Linked DNA regions of Xenopus laevis: region 1 is linked to region 2. A link is a contact called in public Hi-C data. All regions are on one chromosome and are shown on one strand. Each heading gives the region's core, a stretch centred on a gene start, on an enhancer-like site or on the middle of the called end of the contact. The rest is flanking DNA. Distances are from core to core; before and after follow the strand shown. Region 1 holds the start of LOC108702974 (sodium channel protein type 2 subunit alpha). Region 2 has its middle 47 kb from the start of LOC108702973.

Evidence for each region. A called contact is a pair of places that touch in the nucleus more often than the background predicts.
Region 1: a Hi-C map of the XL177 cell line shows a contact between it and region 2, with 5 times the contacts expected there. The contact joins the promoter of LOC108702974 here to the enhancer-like site in region 2. A contact is called at or near these places in 2 of 4 Hi-C or Micro-C datasets (the XL177 cell line and the XTC cell line).

What each region holds. Positions count from the first base shown.
Region 1 is chr9_10S:64,611,733-64,618,016 of Xenopus_laevis_v10.1, forward strand. LOC108702974 (sodium channel protein type 2 subunit alpha) reads right to left here and starts at 2,856. Exons shown (of 27, transcript XM_018238837.2): 1 at 2,650-2,856.
Region 2 is chr9_10S:64,456,336-64,463,178 of Xenopus_laevis_v10.1, forward strand. No RefSeq gene overlaps it. Among protein-coding and RNA genes, the nearest start is that of LOC108702973, 47 kb to the left of the region's middle. Within about 2 kb of position 2,601, at least 5 of the 7 cell types and tissues checked have an H3K27ac peak or open chromatin away from gene starts, as enhancers often do.

The DNA of each region.
Region 1 (6,284 bases), core at 1,606-4,105, 160 kb after region 2:
ATTTTTACGCAGCGGTATCGCCACGTTTTTTAAAAAAAGCAGACCGCAACGTAAATAAGATAGCCACTGCCTATGCTTGAAACCGCTTACCGTATTTATGCGGCAGTCGGCTTTTTTAAAAAAAACGCGGCATGGACCGTGGCTTAAAAATGCATGTGTGTCCATGGCCTAAAGCTTCCAACTCCAGTTGCAGGAACAAAGAACATGGAACCATATTTACACAGACTGGGAGGATTTTTTTGCATTTTAATGCTGTTACACAATATGGAGATTTTTGGAAACCTTTTGGAAACGTTTTATTGTGCAATAATGCTTTAGAAATACAACCCTGATGTTGCCGGATTACAGATCCCAGCATGCCTCAACCTCCATTTGTATTCGAGCAATAACTGATTGCTGGAGCAGAGCAGGGTTTACTCTCAATTTGAGCACTATAGTAGGGTTTCGTTTTCCTTTAAAAGAGGATTATTCTCTCTGTGATTATAGCATTTTCGTGATAATTAGGAGATTAGGTTCCAGGAGACTATTGGTTCTGTACCATGGACCTTTTTTACAAGAACATTTTTTAAAATAAATTCACCAGTTTAGAAACAGCGAGGCCCAACTATTAGTGCTCTGTGTAAAGTTACACCGTGTCCAACTATCAACAATTTGAAAAGTCAAATTAAAAGTTCACCGGGCCTATATCTTTCTCATAAGTGATATTTTCTACTACATTTAAGTGCAAGCTCCTAAGTTGATATAAAATCATTTGATGGTTTCAAGTATTTCAATTTCAAGTATATTTTTAATATCATTTGCAGGTTTACCTGCAATAGATCGTCCTTGAGACATATCTCGCCATAGCCCTTTCATTAAACGTAACCAATGTTTTGTCACAGCCACAAACCTCTGACCTATAGCAGCTGCCTTGTCCACCAATAACTGACATGGATTTGCAAGGCACTCATACATATTAATAAGGGCTGCTGCTGCAAGGAAACCTGACACTTATCGATGTACTTGCCGAGCACTTTTGCGTTTCATGTCACCTGAGGCCTGGAAATAATTTCTGCTGATGTGTGGTGACTGTCACCAAAATGGTATCAGTATAGTCAATAGACCCCCCTAAGCATGACTTAAAATGACTAGCTGGACAAAATAAGGTGTGCTGAGCAGACTTAACTATGGTTATTATATTTTCCTGGCCTCTGATCAAACCGTGAATTTATATCTTTATCTATATGTAGGGCAGGTTGACCTATAAGGGGTATGCTGACAGCGCTATATCATTTGTATATATTTATTTAAGGGGCCAGAATTGAATTTTTACACATCACAGAACATCACTGCATTGAATGTTGGCTGAAGATACATGAGGGATCATTACAGAAAATGAAGAATCCAATCAGCATGTGTTTTAGTATGAAACAAAGTTCTACATCATTGTAAAAATATGCAAAAATCCCTTAATAATACGCTGTGAAATCTGCATATTGGGTAAATTGGCTCCAAGATGCATCATTGACATTACTCATACTGCCATCTAATGGAGCAGATGAACGCTTGGAATTAAATGCATCTACAGGCATGGAGTGTATCTTTACTGCATACACTGCAGCTGCATCGTGTGAGCCTTGTCCCAGCCTTCCGTCGTGTGTATATACATAGACAAAAATAATGGCACCTATTTCCATATACAAATCCAACAGAGGAAATAGCCGTCTGTGTTCACAACCATGGCAAATGAATATTCTTAATAATGACCTAAAAATAGTATTGCTGCTACTTTATGTGGTATATTTGTATTTTCTTTTTAAATATCACTACAATTGTTCATGGAACAACCCAAGAAATAATAATATTGGACTACTGTGCATTAATAAAGGCCCCTGATCACGTTATGCTGCTTTGCTAACAAATAAGCGAGTCAGCATTTTCCTCTGGCACAGAAAAGAAGCTTGTTCTCCTTTAAGATCAGCAGCTACCATTTTATGGATGCTGTGCTCCAGCCTTAGTATTATTCCTCCTTGGATGACACCAAGCAATTATCAGAGGCCCCCACCAGATTATTCCAATGGCAGTCACCATCACCAAGATACTTCCCCCGATCCTGTGTGGCTGTATATACCAGCAATGTGGATATAGAGAGTAGCATAATTTATTGTTAGAGGGGTGGGGATGGAGATGAGCCCTGTTTCCCCCAACAATCTCACTGTAACAAGAGCTTGACCACATCTGTGTTGTGACTGCAGCCTTCACTATCGGCTTTGGGTCGCTCTGTACTTCTGATGGCGCAGAACACTGACATTAACCATTATGACCTCCAGTGGGAGCAGACAAAAATCATATTCCATATAAATACTGGTGCAGCTAGTCAGCTTTTCATCAGATAGCACCCCCTTTTACAATATTCCACAATATGCCACTCAACGCCAATGTAACAAGATGATCTAAACCTGCAGCAGGGACAGGCACAATTTCAATGTCAGGACTGAAACCCACAGCATAAATAAACAGAAATCATGTAATAGGCAACAAGACTGTCCATATACATAATAGGATTTTTTCTCTGCCCTGAACAAATTATAGAATGCTGCAAGACAAATGCACAATACATGAGCCAAAGGAAGAAATAGGCATTGTAGAGCAGGGAAAGATGTTGCTTACCTGATGTAGGAGAAACCCTGCAAATCATATCAGCAGACCTGCACCAACAGATGACAAGACTTGCTATGTAGATCCTCTAGAAAAATGCAAAAACCTCCAACTGCCCAAGCAAATAAATGATATTTGGGGTTAATCCATAACCACTGAGAAAGACTGTGATGCTTCTTCACAAGCCTCTCCTTTCCTTGCACTGCTTCCTGCTCCGAGCATCCCTCTACAGTGGTTAATATATAATAGGAAAGGGCTTAGAGAAGCATACAGGACTGCAAGGGAACCATGGACGGTAGCTCCACCTGCTGGAAACACGACCAATTGCAAACCTCTGTTTTGCCAGTGTACACATTTCCAACAAACAGCTTTTCTGCAAGGGTTTTTTTGCCGCATGGCTGACACAACACAGTGGTAATGGATATTATAGAATAATGAATGGAAAATGCATTTGTTTTAATGGTGTGTGCTGAAAAATATAGAGAGATGCCGGATATTTCTTGACAAATAGAGGAATAATGGCTGTTGCTAAACTAGGGGGCTGGATTTGGCTTCAGGTTTGCATAGGCCGCATTTGTATGCTTACACCCTATGCTAGAACTGTGATTTGCGTTTGTTGTCCTATACTGTTTAGTTTGTTTAGCTGCCCAGACAGGGTGACAGCTATTTGCACCATAACATTGCTGTGAATATTGCCTTCAAAACTGAGTTCTGCTGGCTCTGAAATAATGAATGGGTATAGGCATCAGTGTGCACACTGTGTAGAAAGACAATGAAGGGACTGGCAAAACACAACTCTATGGCCGCCAATAGCCTGACCAGGCAAACTGAGCCATATTGATCAAACACACTTTAAGACTGCTGAATTTTTAAAAAGGGAATGTTGCTTTGATTTATTGCAGTTGGCGGTGATTTGTACATAGCGAACATCCACATGAATATTTGTTACACAGTTTGCTGCAGTTTTAAATCAGACCTTTGATCATTGAAGTAATGGATTAGGTAACCAAACTGGGACTTGTGTCATGGCTGAGTGCCTAAATTACATTTGTCTACTAAATAGATGAGATGCAAGGTAGAGATAGTTCATAGAACCACACCCACTTTAGAGTAAGCCCCCCCACTACCACTTTTGGGACTTTGCAGTTTGGAATTTCCTGACTTAATCTGAAAAATTGCAAGTTAGTTAAGAGAGGGATATTGGGGGGGGGGGGGTTGTTATTGAATACAATTGAGTAATATCTAGAAAATCTCAGGTTGAAGATAACGATGGAGAGAAGGCCATAGAGAATATGCAATGTTTTGGGGTCACACAAAGAGGCGTGACCCCAAAACGTTGTACTCTGCATTAAACACACAAGGCAATCTTGCTTGCATCAATCCTGTGTTCCTTTGGATTTCTTTCTATTGGCCTGATAACCCTCATGTACCACATTTTCTAGGCATGGTTATTGCTCTAGATTTGCATTGTACCTTGAATGCACAACCAAGTGCCTGTTGGTATATACTCCTAAAGGCATATTTATAAAGTTGTGCACAAATTATACATATGCCATGCACGGGGATTGTGTAAATCATCCATTACAAAGAATTAACTTCAGTATTTATAAAGGTGTGTATTTTCTTCTTTTATGCCAGATTAGCAAAATAATTATGGGGAGGAAATTATGAAGCAAAATAACAAAACAATACCACTTTTTACACATTTTTTTCCAAGCTAACTTTTTAGGGCTGAATTTAGACATAAATGTAACTATTTTTCAATCATTTTTGAAAATCATTTTTAGACCATTTTTAAAATGCCAAAATAATAATACAGCTCTAAATTAATAAAAGAAGGTGAATTGATCATGCCACATTTCCATGTCATACATTTTATTAGAAATTCATTCTGTGCAAGAACAAACATTTTCAAAAACACAGTTTTATAAACCACTTTCAGGTAACAATAACCCCACTGGCATAACTAGAAAGTCCTAACTACAAGACAGATGCAAGAAAAACGAAAAAAATAGTCCTGCCAGCTCTACGCCAGTCATCTCACTGTTATCTAACACAGTGCTGTCCAGCTGGTGGCCCGTGGGCCGGATGTCCTTTGTATGGCCCCCCACGTGAAAGTCTGCCTGCTGTGACTACGTACCTTGTGTAAAATTTAAAGGGTATATGTACTGAGATTAACTGCATTGTTTACATCTCAAATTCAGAAAGTAAAATCCTGCTTTGTTCACACATGTAATCCCCCCTGCATTGTTTACACCTGTAACACCTCTATTGTTCACACCTGTAAAGCCCTGTACTGTTCCCACCTCAGACCCAGACTGAAACTGTCCACATTGTTCACCTGTTCACACTCATACAAATTGCTGTATGTAGCACAGTATGGCCTGTTCATTTTAGAGTGTTCCTGATAAGTTTTCCTGTCTGCTACAGTAATATGCTTTCCCTATATTTTTTGTGTGTGCCACACTCTGCCTGACCTTTGCTCCCTTTGTGTGCCTTACTTTGCCAGTCTCATGCTACTTGTGTGTGCCATACTCTGCCTGCCATATGCCCCCTGTGTGTCATACTCTGCCTGCACTACACTACTTGTCTGTGCCATACTCTGCCTGCCACATGCCCCCTGTATGTGCCATACTATGTCTGCCCTTTGCTCACTGTGTGCCATACTCTGCCTGCCACATGTCCCCTGTATGTGCCATACTTTTTCTGTGCAATGCTCTCTGTGTGTGCCATAAAGGAAGTTAGGGTCTGTCATTTCCTGGTGTGGGGGTTTGGGCAACTTTGAAACAAAATTAGATATACGGTTCTTAAATAAAACGTGCTTCTCTTTAGAATGAATAGCCACCCCAAGTAATTATCTTAATGTCTTCTTCTTCTGCAATCACAGAGCAGTAACTATAGAAAAAGCATATCCTGTGTTTCTCCAGGAGTGTACAGAGGCCACATTAGGTATTAATGGGTATTTTCATAGTTATGCTTCTGTGGTGAATTTTGACATCTTAGCCAGTAAGAAATAATTCCTATCATATAGAACAAAAATAGGTTGATGCTCATCTGAGACCCCAGGAAATTGGTATAGATGGGAGCCTAAGGCCACTGGCTCTGGATAGTTAAAATGTGTAGTTTTACTTTAATTTTACTTTATCTATGTTTATGGTTTCAGAAGAACAATCCAGAACTATGGTTAAAATGCTGCCTAAAGCAGATAAATATATATAGGGGTTGATGGGGGAAATAGCAAGCAAGTGTGTTGATCTAAGCTTTAGGATGCCCATTTCCCATAGTACTCTGGTAACCGTTGGATCAGGGCATTTTGGCTGCCTGTGTTTTAGACCCAATTACAGCAGTTATCAAACACCTAATGTACCATTGTCAGCTATAAAGAGCAGGGAGTAGGGTGTACAAAGCACAAAGTGTGCCAGAGTAAAACAAAAAGAGTGTTCCTCTTGGAAAATATTGGGCTGTTGGCAAATCTGATCTATGAGATATAAACAGAGCGTAGATTGCCTCTGCTTAACTTGGGTAGCTAAATGTCACTTTTGGACAGGGCCACGGAAAATACAGTGAAACAAATGTCAGCTATAGCTACTATCTCAGCAGTTTATCTTTCCAGAAAAACAAGAATTCCCTAGTATGGATCAATGCAA
Region 2 (6,843 bases), core at 1,351-3,850:
TTATCTGTTATCCACTTTTTAACCTGTGCCATATAGCCTTTTTACAATTTTCTCCATTGCTACACAGCAGCTTGTTTATATGAACTATAGTAGTGTTTCTGAAGCAAATAAATTAGTTTTACCAGTCCAGGACAACAGTACATGATATTTGCATTACTTTAAAGCACTTTCATTTTTGGTGTTACCGTTCAGTTTAAGCAATGTGCTCTTTCAGCATATATGAATTGCTTAAAGGGATATGGTAATGGGATTTTTATTTTTCAAAACACATCAGTTTATAGGGCGCTCCAGCGGAATTCTGCACTGAAATTTGTTTTTTCAGCAAACTGATTTTTTTTATATTTAATTTAGAAATCGGACATGAGGCTTGAGATATAGTCAGAACTAAGAACAGCAAAACAGGTAAAATCCAGGTCCCACTGCTGCACATTCAGTTACATTGAGTAAGAGAAACAACAGCCTGCCAGAAAGCAGTTCCATCCTAAAGTCTCTTTCTGAAAGCACATGACCAGGCAAAATGACCTGAGATGGCTGCCAAAAAAAAAAATAAAATTCATAAAAATCCTGACAGAATTCTTTTAACACTGCAGCACTTTCTGAAGATTGCACAGTGGTCCCTGTCTGAGTGGATATACATACTGTATATTTCAAACCTCTATCACATCCACACAGACATACATAACTGGAATCTACACTAGCGTCCCATAACTGCAAGGCAGCAAGGCCAATGGTGCATGCACATGTGCAGGGCTGGATTTATATAACGGGCACCCCTTGGCCCATTGCCGTTCATTGACCCTGTCCCCTCCCCTTTATTTGTGCATATTTTCATTATTGGGATAGGAGCAATGCAGATTGGCGCACGGGAAATTTAAAAAACGATTGTATCTTCTGAGCATCCCGAGTGTTTTTGACCCAATGTGGGTGTGGTTGGGCAGCATGCCACCCCCTAAAATCCTGCAGCCCCAGGCCTGGGCCTTGGTCGCCTCTTCACAAATCCGGGCCTGCACATGTGCACGTGGCGTGGGGCAGAGAGTTGGCCTGGTTGCCTAGAGTGCCTGGCTGGCTTGGTTACAGGACATGGAAAACTAAAGACACAGGGATTAAGGAAGAGTGAATCTGACCTGTTTCTCTTTGCTGAAATTATACAAAAAGGCAAAAAATTTGCCAAACACGTTGAAGTCAATGTGGCATGTGCTGCATGTCATTTTTCAAACTGACATTTTCTTAACCACACATTAAAGTCTATGGGACTAATTCAATAAAGGGCTAAATGGTTGCCAATGAACGCTTCAAGCCACTTTCACTGAAATGCGAAGTTGTGTACTGATCGCTGAACGCTGGCGACTTTTCACTAGTGTTACTTCGGCAGTGCGAGCGTTTCAAAGCGAAATAACGCTAGCGATCACTAATGATACTTCATTAGTCCTCTTACACTTGGGTCAATTTGAATAGGGTGGGTACATTAAAGTCATATGGACGTCTTTATTAGAGATGTTAGTGCAAATGCTTGAAGTGGCCACTTTTTATTACAAATGTCCAAGGAACCTGAATAAAGACAAAAGACAATCTTTGCGTCTATGGCCAGCTTAAGGGTTTGGTCACACGAGCAGATTTGGGTTGATTAGTCGCCTCAGCTACAAATCTCCTCTTCTTTGGGGCAACAAACTCCCCGAATTGCTTTCCGCCAGCTAAAATGAAAATCGCAATGCCCACGCAGCGCTTCGTTTTCCAAAGTTTCCTCGTGAGGCAAAAAACGGGTGACTTCGGAAAACGAAGTGCCGCGTCTGCATTGCCGCAGGCGATTTTCATTTTAGCTGGTGGAGGGCAGGGGGAAGGCAGTTCGGGGAGATTGTCACCCTGAAGAAGAGATTTGTCGCTGGGGGTGACTATCTCCCCGAATCTGCTCGTGTGGCCAGACCCAAAAGGAGGGGATATCACTCCAACTTGCAGTACAGCAGTAAAGAGTGACTGAAATTTATCAGAGCACATGACTGGGGGCAGCTGGGAAACTGACAATATGTCTAACCCTATGTCAGATTTCAAAATTGAATATAAAAAAAAGTCTGTTTGCTCTTTTGAGAAACGGATTTCAGAGCAGAATTCTGCTGGAGCAGCACTTTTAACAGATGTGTTTAAAGAAACAAAACAAAAAAACCCCATGACAGTATCCTTTTAACCTTGGCTGCCCATATTTTGCTGGACTACAATTCCCAGAACACCAGCATGATATATCAAGGCAAAAACGTGCAACAGCTGGAGTCCAAACTGGAAAGGTTAATGTTGCTAATAGAGAAGGGCAGCGGGGTCACAGAGGAATATACACGGTCTATAGTGTACTAATAAAGCATTTATCGCACGGCCCTGTCTGTACACGAAGCATTGTTGTACCACATTGTGATTTCACCTTCTCTTTTACACTTGCCGAGAGAGCTTGAATGAAGCAAATCCGCCTTACCCGCGCTGCCTCTTGGTGTCACTGTAGCACCAGTGTGGGAGAAGCAGGTCTCTGCACATGCGCACAATTTGTGCCGTTCCTGCGGGATCCCGGCTGCTTGGAAAGTGATGCTGCCAGTGCTGCATTAGCTTGCCCCGCCCTCTTGCAGATAACACGGGCTGGGTTTCTGGCACCGAGTCAGCATCTCCAAACCTCATGGGATCTCGTTCATTTTCCTCCCCCACCACTGGGAGGGGCTGCTTCTGTGTATACAAGAGAATAATCTGTGTATTGAGGGCAGATAGAGGGGGATTTGGGGATGTTCTGTCGTCTCTGATGAGGTTAATGGAGCTCAAAAGTGCAGTAGGGCTCTTCAGAAAGAAAGCAGGTGCCACAGGATCCCACACATTAAATGTTCATGTCAAAGCTGTAGAAGTGAGCGAAAAAGCCTTTAGTCATAGGAGCTAGCAATCAGTTCTGTAGTACAGCCTCTAATATAAAGGACTGATGGGTCACGGTAGACATTATATACAGAATATGTACAGTCCATGTCCCCACTGCAAGGGAGTTGTAGTTTAAAAATAGCTGCTGCCTACACAGCAAGTGTCACATGTGTAATCACATGTGCCATTAAATCTACATCACAGTAGTAGTAGTTAGTGGGGTCTGCCTGTGTATTTCATATGCAGGTTCTACACAGGTTTCTTTAGAACACAAGAGCGTGCAATCACTTACGATGCATTCATCTGCATTGGCAATTCCCTTTCAATCTCATTTGCATTCTACTATTCATTGTCAGGCAGGGGCCCTCTAACCTCTAAAAAAAAAAGATTTCACTTGCCACTCCCATCATTAGCTTGAAAGGGGGACGATGAAAGTTCAATCAATTGGATTGTATCCGTTTTAGCAGCAGAATTGCCTCCATTCACTCTAATGGACAAAATGTCTTTTAAATAATGGTTGTGTGAATGTAGAGAAGTCCAAGCTGTGCCATTCCAGCATTGTGCTACAGCTCCCAGCATCCTTCATCAGCCAATGAAAGTGTTATTCATCGGGATCTATAGGGCTGCAGTTAGATAACCCTGACTACAGAACATACACAGCCTCTGTAATGGAGATGATAATGTAGGAAGTGTTTGATGTCTTAGTTTCTAGAATGATATAATGTATTCTGTAATGGCTATGGCATCTCCCTTTAAAGCTCAGCTTGTAGCCATGACCATAGAGATTCCACCAGTGATTATTCTGATATTTCCTTTATGAAGCTGTCTCTGCAGCAGTTCAGATCTTCATTACATCCCCCCCCCCCTCAGTGGTGGGTGCAGAGAAAATCCCAGACCAAGGGCTGTGCATTGAATTCACCTGAGCAGAGACTGGCGCTGTTGTGCTTGAGACAAGGTCTGCTCCTTATATGCCTGCAATCTCCGAGTCCTCCCCAGAGCCATGGAACATATGGTACACTGCACGGCATTGGACGTCTGCCTTTGGAATGCTAGTGCGGAACTGCATAGCAGCAGGCTTTCTATTTCCCAGGAGATCTTCCCCCCACAAATGCTGCAGTCGTCTCATGGCTCTGCCATATGATTCAGCTTTTTTGCTATGCTTTACTTAAGCGTCAGCAGCTTCAGCTGTGCAACAGACATGTCATTGGTAACAGGATAAGTGGACGCATTATTCTTGCAATATAAATACGCTAATACCATATGTTTGATGCAAATCATATTTGCATTAATAACATTCCCTTAACGAACATGTTCTAACTGCCTGCCCCATGGCTGTATCGCCCCTTTTTGCGACTAGGGTGGTAGTAAAAATATTGTAAGCGGCTCCGGTAAAAGAATGACCACAGTGAATGTTATAGGGGCCTTAGATGGTAAACTCCACTGGAGTGATGTATAATCTCTGTACACCATATTATGAATAAACCATAATAATACAATAAAAGGGCAAATAACACCAAAATTATTCATTTAATTCAAAATGCAGTTTAATTCAAACCTGTACATGTAAGAAAGGGTTATTTTACTGTATATAAAGCTTGTTAATGCTTTTCACGCTGCATTTGACACCACATTTTAGTCCCAAAAATCTCCCATTGACATCAATTGGCTATGCCAATATGTCATTTACGCACCCACTGCAGTGTAAGCAACATTTTTCCGAATTGCTTTTAGGACATTTTTATTTCTTGCAGCACTGGACTTTTAAATAATTGTTCGTTTGATGGAAACAACAGAACAATACACAGTATGTGGAAGCAGCCTCTTTGCATTGGGACCATACACAGAGCCATTTCCATGTTTCTAAAGAGCTAACCGGTGTCGTTGCTCCATCAGTGACGTAACTTAACATCACAGGGTCCCCCAACAGAAAAATCATCTGGGGGCCTGGTGCAAACACTCCTCTGCTGAAGGGAACCCCTGCCCCATCAGAGCCACTAGTGCCTGCTCACCACTGCTAGTTTGTGGTGGGCAGAGAAATTAAAGGTAGGAGAGGGGCTGGGGAGGGGGGACTACAATAAAGCAAACGCCACGATCTGGACCCCTCTGTCTCCTAGGCTTTCTCTGCCCTACTGTATTAGATCCATGCAGTTAACATATTTAGCCCTGCTGGTTGTGCTTCTGCTACCAACACATCCGTGTCAATCTAGACAATAGACCTCTGCCACTCCCTGGCTTGCTGCTGGATATAGCCACAAGTCTTTCCTGAGGGGGTGGGGAAACAATCATTTTTTATATTGTGACAAACTGTTAGCTTGTACATGTAAATTCTGGGGAAATTAGTAAATGGTAGGCAGGCAGCATAGGTCAAAGGAGCAATACAACAGTGACACAATGGCTCTTCGGAGTAAACACGGGTTTATTTTCCCAGGTTTCAAACGTACACAGTACATTCCAGCCCAAGGATGAACATTTCAGTATACAAAACATAAAACATAAAAATAACTCCTGCCCACTGGGCACTACCTTCAAACATTTGAAGAGGTCCTTTAATAAACTGGGCCCCTTGTGGACAACCAGCAAAAACAAACAGTTGGCTCACCCCTGTACTCACACAGTACTCCTTTTTGGAAAGTCAGCCGCCTCCTGGCTTTTCCTCAGTCTCACTCAAGACTCTCTGACACTTGGACAGGGGCTCCCTCTGCCCCTTGCCGTGGCAGGCAGCACCCCAGCCCCTCTGGCAGTATCCTCCCTGTTTGGAAAGCTACACTTCAATTCTCCAATTAAGTTTAAATACCTTTTCAACAGGACAGCTTTCCTGTGGAAAGTGATTTCCATTCTCCGGACTGGACTTGGGGAATGGAGTGTCTGGGTACTAACATCTTTAAACAGAGGTTGGATTCTCTGTTTACCATATAGCATATCTTGGTCTTAGGGAGAAACTAAAGGCTAGCTAGAGTGACAGTTTTCCACATTTTAATGGTCTCTCTACCACAATATATAAAAAATAAGGCACCCCTAAAGTTGCTTCCCTATTCATGGGCCTGTAGGTGTCTTGAGTCCAATGCAAGGTGCAGAGCACTGTCAGGTGCAAGGGTTCCCTTTACTTAATGCCTGCTTAGTCCCCAATACCTTTTGCCCTCTGATTATCCACATCTTTTCATCTTCTGATTAACAAGCACAATATTTCAGACTAACTAACTATATAGTTATATATGGTGGCTGGTATCTTTTTGAAGAGCCTAACCCACATTCCACTAAATGTCCATGTGCTGCCCACCTCTTGCCCCCTGTGTGCTTTTGTGTTCATTATCAGTACATACAGAGCAATGTACAAATCTTTGTATTCCAGTTCAGTTAATTGATTCAGCAGTTGATCCATTTGGTCAATAACTGGAGAACATAATATGACCTTGTATTTGCACAGCTACTCACTCTAAACAGCCTCAATGTTTGGCGCTATTAAAACCATGTCACAGGCCACACTATACATGACATAGGCCATCATTCCATTCCCTGAAGGAAATCAAAATGGTTGGTATGAGAAATCGTGAAGTCACAGTGTTCGAGAAACCATGGCCTATATTGTAGCCAAGCAGATAGAGAAATGTAAAAAATTGTGAATAGTAGGAAGATCAGGCAGAGGTAAAAACAACTTTGAATATTCATAGCAAAAACACAAATAACGATAATGCATTAGAAAAATGTTTCATTTGCCAAAATGTAGGATAGGTGAATTTAACTTTGCATTTAGTGCCCCTTTAATTTGCTTGCTTCCTAGATTCGATGTGGAGGCTAAAACTAGGTCATCCACACATGAAGAATATGTTCATCTTTTCCTGATCACAACATTAATAAGCAATGAAGCTGCTGTTTTGCAAACTCTCTAGTCAAATGGGTTTTTATGGCATTTTTGTCAAGCCTTTGGAATATTAGCATACACACATTCACATACACATTATCTGT